Regions from separate parts of the Neogale vison genome. Here region 2 is linked to region 1. A link is a contact called in public Hi-C data. All regions are on one chromosome and are shown on one strand. The core of a region is the stretch at or near the end of the contact, and the rest is flanking DNA. Distances in the headings are between cores, read along the strand shown. Region 1 holds the start of XXYLT1 (xyloside xylosyltransferase 1). Region 2 holds the start of ACAP2 (arf-GAP with coiled-coil, ANK repeat and PH domain-containing protein 2).

Region 1 (5,434 bases), core at 1,170-3,669:
GATCTGGCCCAAGTTGCTACCTCTGACTCCATAAAGTGATAAAATGACAATGCTGGTCTTCAGGGTGGTGTTTGGAGACCCTGTCAAATCCCAACTCTGCCCAGACTGGCCCTTTGATCAAGTGCCCTTAGTTTTCTCCCTCGGCCAGCACAGCGTTTCTCAAGCATTAGAGTACTAGGGATCACCTGGGACAGGCTGCCAGGTCTCACCTTGAGATTCCAATTAGGTAAATGTGATGGGTCCCAGGCTGAAAAACCCCAGGTCAGAGAGTGGGTCAAGAACCTGGATTCTGGGGGCACTTGGGTGGCTCAGTGGGTTAAGCCGCTGCCTTCGGCTCAGGTCATGATCTCAGGGTCCTGGGATTGAGCTCCACATCGGGCTCTCTGCTCTGCGGGGAGCCTGCTTCCTCCTCTCTGCCTGCCTCTCGCCTACTTGTGATCTCTGTCTGTCAAATAAATAAATAAAATCTTTAAAAAAAAAAAAAAAAGAACCTGGATTCTGGGTCTCTTACAGCATGAAGTCCGGGCCCGGGAGCCCTTCCCTGACTATGGTGGGTGCTCCAGACAGGTTTACTTGTTCTGGGCAAGAGACAGACTTTGTGGGCTATGAGGAGAAGCAGGAATGGAAAGCTGTGGAAGGCTGGGCACAGACGGTCCCCAAGTCTAGGGACATTCCCGGGACGGTGAAAGCTAAGTATAGAGTGGCCAAGGGCCCAGGAGGAAAGGAAGGACATCCTGGGCAGAGAACTCATCCTTAAAAGGCACATTCAGCACACTCAAGATCTAAGGTGCACACAGGAGGACGAAAAGCAAGGCTGGAGAGAAGGGCCAGGCCCACAACGCAGCCTTCCTGAAAGCTGGAACTTGAGCTGCCAGAGACCCCTGAACCTTGCAGGATCCGGGCAGCAGCTCCCCCATCAATCACTGGACACAAACACATGGAACATTACTCTTACCTCACTACCCATTCCCCCACTATCAGTCTCCATCCTTTAAGATCACCTCCTAGTCTTATCCAAAAATCAGACCTTGGATGCCCTCTGTGCAACTATGAGGTCAAAATGAGGCTAGCAACTTGACTGAAGCAATTAACACTAAGCCAGGAAGCTCATCTCTGACAAGCAGAGCTGGGATATCATGGGAGATGAGGGAGAGAGGTGGGAGCAGAGCTGCCAACGAAGCAGGTTGGTCCAGCCTGGGACAAAGTGGCTAGCTCTGCTGTGCACGCCCCAGATCGTATCTGTACCTCTTAGAGCTTCTGCTTCCTCCCTCAGAGTGACTGGTGGCTTCTCTAAATAGGTTCGTGACCCTAGAGACTAGGTAAGAAGAAGGTACAGAGAGGGAATGAGGTGGTTCACAATGTCTGGGTTTCGGCTTAGGCAGTTCTGACTTTAATACGAGAAATATCACTGCAACTTCAATTCACGCGACCTCACTAAGACCCTGGCCACAGACTTCGCATCAGAGGACTACAGCCTTCAAATGACCCGTTCCAACCGCAAAAGTCAAAGATTGAGAATAAAAAGTGCAGACTGCGAAGGCAGTGCGGAATCCTGCAACGCCAGCAGAGAGGGGGCGAGCCAAATCTCGGCAGAAGAGGGACTTAACGGGTGGGGCACGGGTCAGGGTAGTGAGTCCACGCCCCGCAGCACTCCCACACCGGCTGAGTGCTTCTGGCTCCTGGGCACGCCTCCCGAAGGCTGCCTCCAGCACACCGAGAAACACGTTTCCACGTTTCAGGCAAAGCTGGGGCAATGGGGGGTGGGGAGGGACAGATGAATGTATAGGGTGGGCCATCCGCCGGGAGCCCCCGGCCGCAGCCCCGCTCACCTTGCACTTGAAGCCGGCGGCTGGCGGCAACAGTTCCCGCAGCAGGGCCTTGGCCACCTCACGACTGGCCTCCTCGCTCACGAAGTGCAGGTTAAGCACCTCGTGCGCCTCGAACTTAGCGAGGCGCAGCAGGGAGCGGAGCGCGACGCGGGCCTTGGCCTGCAGCGCGGCGTTGTGTTCCGCCTTGGTGAACATCATCAGCAGGTGATAGTCCACCGGCCCCGGCCCGCCGCCCTCCAGGCTCTTGGCCTTGGCCCCCAGGACAGGCGCCACGGAGCCCCGCGCCAGCTCCGGCGCGGGCGGCGAGGGCACGGCGGGGGCCCCGGCGCGGGCCTCCTTCAGCCTCTTGGTGGCGCTGGAGAAGGTCTCCCGGCCCGAGCCGAGGTAGTAGAAAGCACAGACGGCCAGCGCCGCGGCCAGCAGCAGCGCGCAGTAGTGGGAGCGCACAGCGGCCAGGCGCGCCATGGCCCGAGAGCACGAGGGCCCGCCTCGCCGACCCATACACCACCCGCCCGGAGACAGAGCAGTGGGGGAGCGGGAGCGGACACCAGCACCCTGGCAGCCACTTAGTGACCCAAGCGGCGGGCAGCGGCCATGGCGGGGGCGGGGCCTCTGTGCCCGGAGCCAATCCGCGGGTGCTGATGCGCGGAGAGGCGGGGCCAGGGCTGCTTGGCAGCCGCTGGGTCCTAGATTTAGCGGGATTCAAGACGGGAAGGATCGGGCAGTGGGTGAGGACTGAGACTTCGAGAAAGCCAGCGGGGCTGCAAGGAAGGTCTGTTGAAATTGGGCGTCCTAAATGTCCAGACCCAGACGCTAGAAATCGAAGCTGTGCCTTGAAAGGTATAGAGGCGCCCCAACGCAGGACGTTCGTTAGCAAAAACACTAAACTGGACGCACAAAAAGGGAAAAATTTTATTTCTGAACCTTTCTCCCCGAAATGTTTGGAGGCTTGAAGTCCTCTCCCCGCCGACTCCTTTCACACCTGGGAGACTAGCTGGGGCTAGGGAATTTAAACACGCTCCTTCCTCATTCACGGTAAATGAGAAATGCCACCTAAGGTGCAAATGGCCTGCCCAACCCACTGGCACCTGAGGCCAAGTAAAGGATGTGGCCAGCAGGGGGACCCCGCTGCCCACGACTTGAAGATAGTTTCCAAAGTCCCAGGAAGTAACGCTGGAGGCTTTTATAATACCTTAAGACTTAGAATCTCAAGACGTGCCAAGTCGTTTTTCAAAATTTTAACTGAGGCACACTGAGGTAACTTGCCCAGGGTCACTCGGCTTTGACCTTAGACAGCTGGGACACTTGACAACTACATAAAAACTCATTAACTTCAGTCTTCTAAGGACTGATGATAATACTACAGCATTTAAACATGTACAAATGATCTGCATTCTTGAAGGTCGCGGAGGTGAAAATGCATGGGCAAATGCACATACGAATTATCACTCAGCCGTTTACTGTGCCATGCTCTTATTGGTGAAAGTGACTGGTACCCAGAACTACAACGCATCTTTTTTTTTTTTTTTAACGATTTTTAAATTTATTTGACAGAGAAAGAGAACAAGTAGAGTGGCAGGCCGAAGGAGAGGTAGAAGCAGGCTCCCCACCGAGCAGGGAGCCTGATGCCTGGCTCGATTCCAGGACCCTGGGATCATGACCTGAGCCAAAGGCAGCCACTCAACCGACTTAAACACCCAGGCGCCCCACAATGCATCTCATTTTTAACTCTTGTTTTTTTCAATCGGAGTAACAGTTTTCTGGGGAAAAAAAAAAAAAATTGGAACTCTAAAGTGGGCTGAGTGAAAAGATCAATACATACTAATTACCTTGTGGGGGTAGGAAGGTAACCCAGTAGCTAAATTAACTCACTCAAGTGATGGGCTCTTACTTTATTTAATCCTCACAACCCTAAGAAGCAGAGGTATTATTTGCACTTTACAATTGAGGAAATTGAGGTTTAGAGCATATATTGCACGAACTTAGCTGGCTAGTAATAGAGCCAGATCTCAACCCAAATCTTACTTCTGCCAATGCATAAGCTTTTAGCCAAGACTCACACTGAAAGCAATAATTCAAGCCCTGGGTTGTGTGTATGTTACCACAACCTTCAGCAGATATTGGTTACAAGAGCAAGTTCTCCAAGTTAATCTAACATGACTAATTATTAGACTTCAGACAGGATCCTTAATCTGAGCTTCAATAAGATCCATTTGGAAAACAGGGTTAATACTAGTACCTGAGCCTTATAGGATTATAAGACAATACATAAAAAGCAGTTAGAACTGTGCCTAACACTTAGCAAACAATATAAAATATGCTAGAAACACCAAACTCTACAAAAGGGCAAAATAGCCAACAAGTACCCAAATATAGCGACCATAGCTTTTCTAGGGTAATTACAAATACCAAACTACAAATGTCCTTTAAGACTTTATTATATGTTCCGTATTATCACCACAGCAGTGTGCTACAGCTATATTATATTCTAATTGTTCACTAGTAAAAATTCTGGAGTTGTGGCCCTCATCTTCACATCAATAATGTGGTTTTTCCTTACGCCAGTTATTCTAGAACTTATTCAATTATTTTACTTTTCAGACCTTTACAAGATCACTACTCCTGGTATTTATGGATAAAAGAGGAGTGACAAGATAATTTAAATTTTACATAGAAAGGAAAATACTTGAGACTAGTCTTAACTTCATGTTAATTTTTTATTCCCAATTCTTTTGACCATAAAGAAAAATGTTGCAACTTCCTGAAATATATTGCTAGCTGGAAACTAAAACAGGAGTTGAATGAAGGTGGCCATTTATTCAACAGGTAACAAGTGACCCCTGAGTATCAAGCACGTAGTGCCTAAGGATTACACCAGTGAAAGAAAACAGAAATCTCTGCCCTCATAGAGCTTATATACTAGCAGGAGAAAATAGAATAAGGAAAGGTATGTAGTGTGTCAGTTTTCACTTTGGTCAAGACTTCTGACCAGATATTAGAGGTAATTGGTTTCTCCATCTGTAATATTGGGTAGATGATCGGACTTTTTTCATATTGACTAGTACCCAATACTGTCAAGGATATAGAGAAAGATAAACTTTCCTTTACAGCAGATGAAGGGTACTTTTCTGGAAGGCACTCTGGCAATAACTAAAATCTTTCTGTGCCCTAAGAGCACTCTCAATTCTTTCCTGAATGTTTCTCTCCAAGACGGAAGTTCCCAGATTTTGGTTGGCCTTGGAAGCACCTGGGGAGCTAGGTAAAAACACAGAGAATCAGGCATTATGAATCATCAGTGAGCCTGGGCCTCAATAGTACATCTTTTACAGACCAAAGTTTCTAAAGCACTGCCTTAGATCTTTGCACAGCCAAACTCTCCTTCTGCGTCAGACCTTAACTTAGATGTCATTGCCTTGATGAGTGGTCTCTAAACACTGAGCCATTCAGTGTCCAGGTGAGGCACTATCCTCCAACAATCCCACGAGGGCCAGCTCTAAACTATTCAGTCCCATTCTTCTCCATTCCAAAAAGCAAGATGTCAAGAAAATAGAAGTACATCTATCTTTTATTTTTTTGACTGTAATATCCCCAATACCTGACTCATT
Region 2 (5,989 bases), core at 1,414-3,913, 160 kb after region 1:
GAGGGAACCTGGGTGTCTCAGTCAGTTAAGTGTCTGCAGCAGGCGTTGGGGGAAGTCAGCATGGAGCTTCTCCCTCACCCCCCACTCATTTTCTCTCTCTCAAATAAGTAAAATCTTTAAAAAGTAAAATCTTTTTTAAAAAAGATTTTAAAAAAAGCAAAACCAAAAACAAGCTCACCCCTCACAAATTTTCTTTTCTAATATGAAAGTTTCAATATCACTCACAAAATGCAGATACTTCTTAAAAGTCAAGTTTCTCTTATACATAAAGCATATGGATAAAAGAATTCTAAAATATTCTTTTCAAATGCTATACAAACTTACACAGTAATGGGGTTATAGAAAGACTGGAAAAATTAGGAACGTGAGCGACGAGACTTTTATTTCTTGGCATACTTCCATCTATTACAAATCTTATCTATTTCCAAAAATGTATACCAGATATTGGGAGTTCTTTGAATCTTGATTTCTCTTCCCAGCTTGCAGCCAACAATAATTGGAAGCAACTGGAATAACTGGAAGCAACTCTTTTAAAAAAATCTCTAATACTGAATTAAAATAGAATAGATATTATATTCAAGTTTAACAAAGTTCACTATAATATTCCATACAACTTAATCAGTATCTTTCCCTCTTATTTTACATTCAATGATTCCTTTCTTTCAAAAACAAAGACATCACATGGTTTGTGAACACCACCAGTGGTTACAAGTATTTCCTTATCACTTCCCTCAACTTGATTTTTTAAAAAATCAAACTTAAAATGAAGCAAATTAACAGAAGCCACATTCTCTAGAGAGGAAAATGCTGTGTTACTTCATTAAAAAAACAAACAGCCAAGTCATATAAATAAAAATTCACAAAAAGCAGAATCTTCTGAGGTACACTTTAAAAATTATTTCATTTGCCACATAGTCTGGATTCTAACCTGCAAAGCTGTCCTAAGCAAGTCATGTGTGTCCCCTCGGGTCCTTTTAATTCACACCCAACACACTTTCAAAAACTAATACCAACAACAGCAATTAAACCAGACGCAGCCTTTTACAACCAACAGTCCTAAGCTCCAAATAAAATTAACACCCTCCTCAAAAAAAAAAAAAAAAAAAAAGCAAAAGTCAAAATAAAACCAAAAAAGTTCTTAAACTTTCTCTTAGAAGTAGGAGTTCCTCGGTTTTACAATTTTTTTTCTTGTCAGTGGAAAGAGAATGGGAAATCAGTGATAAGAATGAGAACAGTTAGTTCCCAAAAGAGAAGGATGCAGGAATTTACAACTCAGGCTTGGCCTAGAGATCAGCAGGCAAATACACACCAATGCTCAGGGAAAAGCTTTCAAGAAATGTCATTATCTAACGCCAGCCATAAGGCCTTATTTTTTTAAGGCCTAAGGACAGCCCTATACGTGCACCGTACAACACAATCTATCAAAACTATTCTCCAAAAACAATTCCGGAGTTTCCCAAGATGCCCGAAACGTAAAGAGCAAGTCCTCTAGACACCCGCAGGACCGCCTCCTCTCACAGGGGAGGGAGGCCAACTCCTGTGAATCCGAGGGCCACCACGTCAGTTTCGGTGACAGATCCACTGGGAGCATCCGACCGTGATCCGCGCCCTCCCGGGCCGACGCTGCTGCAAGAGGAACAGACATGCAATCTTCAGGGCCCTCCTACTTCCGTTCTCAAAACAGAAATGCACAGTTTCTCCTAGTCCTCACAGCTCAGCCCCGTGCCTCTCAGCGGGGAGAGCTCAAGTGGAAAGAAAAGCAGACAGTCTCTGACCAGGGTGGATAGAACGCTCTTAGTCAAAGCATTTCCCCCCCGCGACTCCGGGGGCAACCGCCAGCGCCTCCCTGAGCGCCCCCGCCCCGGGCAGGGGACACGCAGGCAGCAGCAGCCCCAGGTCGCCCCACTCCTTCCTCCCCGGAGTAAGGGGAGCGGAAAAGCGCAAAGAGGAACTAAGTGAACTGCAAAAGGGTGCCCTGCAAGCTCCTCAAGGAGGGGGTGGGGTGCGAGTGGAAACGGGAAGGAGCGGAAGGAAGGGGCAAGGAGCAGCCAGAGGAAGGGGACGAGAGCGCGCGCCCGCAAAGGGCACGACTCTCCGGGGACGCGGCTGCACCCTGGTTCCTCGAAGCGGACGGGTGCTCCCGGCCTCCCGAGCGCTCCTCCCCGGGCAGAGGCCGAGGAAGCGAGAAGAGGACCTCGTCGGCCCAGCCTCAGCCCTCAGCAAGGGTCGGTCCGGGCTGCAGTGCCCTGGCCGGGTCCGGAGCTGCAACAACGGCCGCTGGCCTCGTCAGAAGACGCGGACCGCAGTGCTCTCCGCGCGCTCAGCGGGCCGGCTTTCACGCCCCCACCCCGGGGGTTGGGGGCGCCCCGGGGTGACGGCAGCCCGGCGCCCGGCGGCCTCGCCGGTTACCTGAAGCGGGGCGAGTCCTTCAGACACTCTTCGAAATCCACCGTCATCTTCATCCTGCCTCCGCCTCGCCTCGAAGGCGGCGCTGGAAGAGCCGAGAGAGCCGCGGGAGCGGCTGCGCTGGGGACCCAGACAGCGACGGCGGGCGCACGGCCGCGACTAGCGCTGCGCGGAGCTGCGGAGGGCGCCTTGCCCGCTGGTCATAGCAGCCGCGAAGACGGTTGCAGCAGCGGCGGCTCGTCAGGCCCCAGTCCGGCCCCTCTTCCTCCCGCCCCCAGCCGAGCGCCGGCCACAGGGAAACCGCCCGGGAGTGACAGCCTCCGCCAGCCAGCCACGAACCCGGCGGCCGGTGGGTGGGGCTTCCGGCAGCACCGCCCGCGGGCGCTCCGGCAACGCACCTGAGCGACGGTAGTTCGAGCCAATGAACAGCGCGACCGTGGGTGCCGCCTTGCCACCGCAGTCCCCGAGGGCCAACCGGGATGCGCAGGAGTCGTTAGGCGGGACGCGCCCGTTGCTGGGAGGCCGGCAGCTGAGGCTCCTTGGGAAGGAAGTCACGTGGCTGAGCGCCGCGCTTCCCGCGGAGCCCCCGCCTCTTCTCAGCCCCGCCCTGCCGAGCTGCCAACGCGGAGGAGCCGCCGCCTGCAGGTCTGAGGACTCCTACAGCTTTGGCAGAATTCTGAAGAGTAGAAATGATCAAAGGAGGAGATAAACTGATCCACCGCCTCCTTGTTTAAAGAAAATGAGGTCGGGAGAGAAGTGAGGGTATCCTTAATGATAAAATCCCTTCCTTCACTTACTGACTTCATCTCTTAATAACTTGGAAGGAAATCTCTCCCACGTTTATCTTCTCATATAACTAAGAGACTACTTCCTGAAGGAGCTGGTATTTGGAGCGAGCATGGAAAGATCAGGATTCCGACAGGCAGGCGAAGTAGGGCGTTTGGTGCGGAGGCAACGCTTTCAAACTCGCAGACAGTCCTCCTTACTGATAACTTTTCTCTCAGTAGCTTTCACCGGTTCAAAGAGGATAGGGTTCTGAAAATCAGCCTCACTTCCTTATTTGCCACACCAGCCCACTGGTCCACAGTTGTTCTAGGAGCCCTCCAAGATATGCATCACCTGATCCGACAAGGCAGGTATTTACCATACTTCTGGTTTTAATATAACATCGACTGTTAAAAAAAAAACACAACAACAATAGATCCATTTTATTTAAATGGAACCCAACCTAAAAAGCATAAGAATATCCATAAAATGGAAGGAAATGTAACAGTATAGTGGCTCTGAGCGAGAGCTTGCAGGCAAACTTTCTGGTTTTGCCTCCTATCTTTTCTTACTGTAAAATGAAGCTGATAGAGTTGCCCTGAAGCTGAAGTAAGAACTCTGAACACAACACAGTGCCACATAGTAACCATTCAGTAAATGCTGGCTATTATAATAACTGTACCACTTTATTCTTCAGTGCTATAATCAAAGTTTAAATGTAAGCCTTCTCACTTCTACTGCCTAAAGTCTTATATAACCATTTTGACCATCTGGCTAAGTGTAGCTCGATGGTAGGATGGTAGGATGTTTTACATAACCAGTGGTTGTATCTTGATCTCTTTAGCACCTTTTAGAAGTTAACTATAATTTTGAGACATTTCAAAGAATATACAAGCATTATATATGTTTCTTCTTTGGTTATAAACTTGGTTTCTTTTTTTATTTTTTTAAGTTTTTTTTTTTAATTCTAATTAGTTAACATACAGGTCTTATATTGATTTCGGGTTTACAATATGGTGATTCAGCACTTCCATATGTCACTGTGCTCATCAGGACAAGTGCGCTCCTTAATCCCCATCACCTATTTCAACCATCCCCCCCTAACAATGATCAGTTTGTTCTCTATAATTAAGAAGCTGTTTCCTGATCTCTCTCTCTCATTTTTTTCCCTTTGATTATTTGTTCTTGTTTCTTAAATTCCACATATGAGTGAATTCATATGGTAATTGGTTTCTTTTTTTTTTTTTAAGATTTTATTTATTTATTTGGGGCACCTGGGTGGCTCAGTGGGTTAAGCCGCTGCCTTCGGCTCAGGTCATGATCTCAGGGTGTTGGGATCGAGTCCTGCATCGGGCTCCCTCCTCAGCATGGAGCCTGCTTCCCTCTCTCTCTCTCTCTCTCTGCCTGCCTCTCTGTCTACTGTGATCTCTCTCTGTCAAATAAATAAATAAAATCTTAAAAAAAAAAGATTTTATTTATTTATTTGACAGACAGAGATCAGAGGCAGGCAGAGAGATAGGAAGGGAAGCAGGCTCCCCGCTGAGCAGATAGCCCCATGCGGGGCTCAATCCCAGGACCCTGGGATCATGACCTGAGCAGAAGGCAGAGGCCCTAACCCACTGAGCCACCCAGGTGCCCCGGTTTCTTTTTTAAATTGAATTGTATATCCCTGGAATCTATCCACATTCTTTTGATAACTGGAAACTATTGGCAGTTAAGACTTAAGTGTCCTCAGACAGTTCAGTTGGTCAAGCCAACCTCTTCTAGATTTATAACTTCTGTGTCAGACTTGGAGAGTTGGCCATTTCTACATTTAATTGTATTCCTGACACATGACAGCTAACCTGTATATACAATAACTTGTTTCAATGCTTCAACATAGTGTAACCTTTTGGAAGAGGCCTAACTTCACACTTTGAGATTCAAAATTAAAAATTCAGCTGCCTGGCACCATCAATGAAAATAACTCAACTAAGCTAATCGTTAATAATGAACATTTTCTTTCTGCAGACAGCTAAATTTATGTACATCCAGTTAGTGATAATGCTATCAAAAAAATTTTTTTCTGGGGCGCCTGGGTAGCTCAGTGGGTTGAAGCCTCTGCCTTCAGCTCAGGTCATGATCCCAGAGTCTTGGGATCGAGCCCCAAGTCCTGGGATGGAGCCCCGCATTGGGCTCTCTGCTCAGCGGAGAGCCTGCTTCCTCCTCTTTCTCTCTGCCTGCCTCTCTGCCTACTTATGATCTCTGTCTGTCAAATAAATAATAAAATAATTTTTTTTAAATTTTTTTCTGCCCTGTGGTAAACCAAGCATTTGGGGTTGTCAACCGTAGGGTATGTCCTAAATTTGAAAATACTGGAAGTGGGTTAGGGTGGGAATAGTGAGTCTTAGAAGTATAATACTATTATTCTTTGAGTAATGAAAACCAAGGCCCCAAGGTATAGAAATAACTGGCTGGGAGACTCAAGCTAACTACAGGTCCCATGTCACCAGACTCTTAACAGCAAACCACCCGTTGTCCTCTTTAGAATTTGGCCTTTATAGGTGTGGCTCTATCTCCCTGTAAAACAGCTCCTTTTCATCCATTTCATTTTAAAGATGCAGCTCAAATGCCACTTCTTTCAAGAAGCCTTCTCAGTTTGCCAAAATACAGACTTCTCTTTTCAACACACAGTGAAAGTTAGTAAAGGATATAAGTGATCAGACCTTAAATCTCACAAATATCTTTTCCCCCGACTTCCCAGTCCCTTCCTCCGAAACTTCTGGAACCCTGTGTACCCATAGCCCTTCCTTCCCAGAATAATTCTGATTTCCTCTGA

What was found. Hi-C and Micro-C count contacts between places; a contact is called where the count stands out from the background.
Region 2: a contact with region 1 is called in a Hi-C map of muscle, with 5 times the contacts expected there. The contact joins the promoter of ACAP2 here to the promoter of XXYLT1 in region 1. A contact is called at or near these places in 2 of 3 Hi-C or Micro-C datasets (fibroblasts and muscle).

What each region holds. Positions count from the first base shown.
Region 1 is chr6:116,797,219-116,802,652 of ASM_NN_V1, forward strand. It overlaps XXYLT1 (xyloside xylosyltransferase 1), which reads right to left and starts at 2,420. Exons shown (of 4, transcript XM_044252038.1): 1 at 1,830-2,420. The coding sequence starts at 2,330.
Region 2 is chr6:116,961,144-116,967,132 of ASM_NN_V1, forward strand. It overlaps ACAP2 (arf-GAP with coiled-coil, ANK repeat and PH domain-containing protein 2), which reads right to left and starts at 2,664. Exons shown (of 25, transcript XM_044252040.1): 1 at 2,410-2,664. The coding sequence starts at 2,462.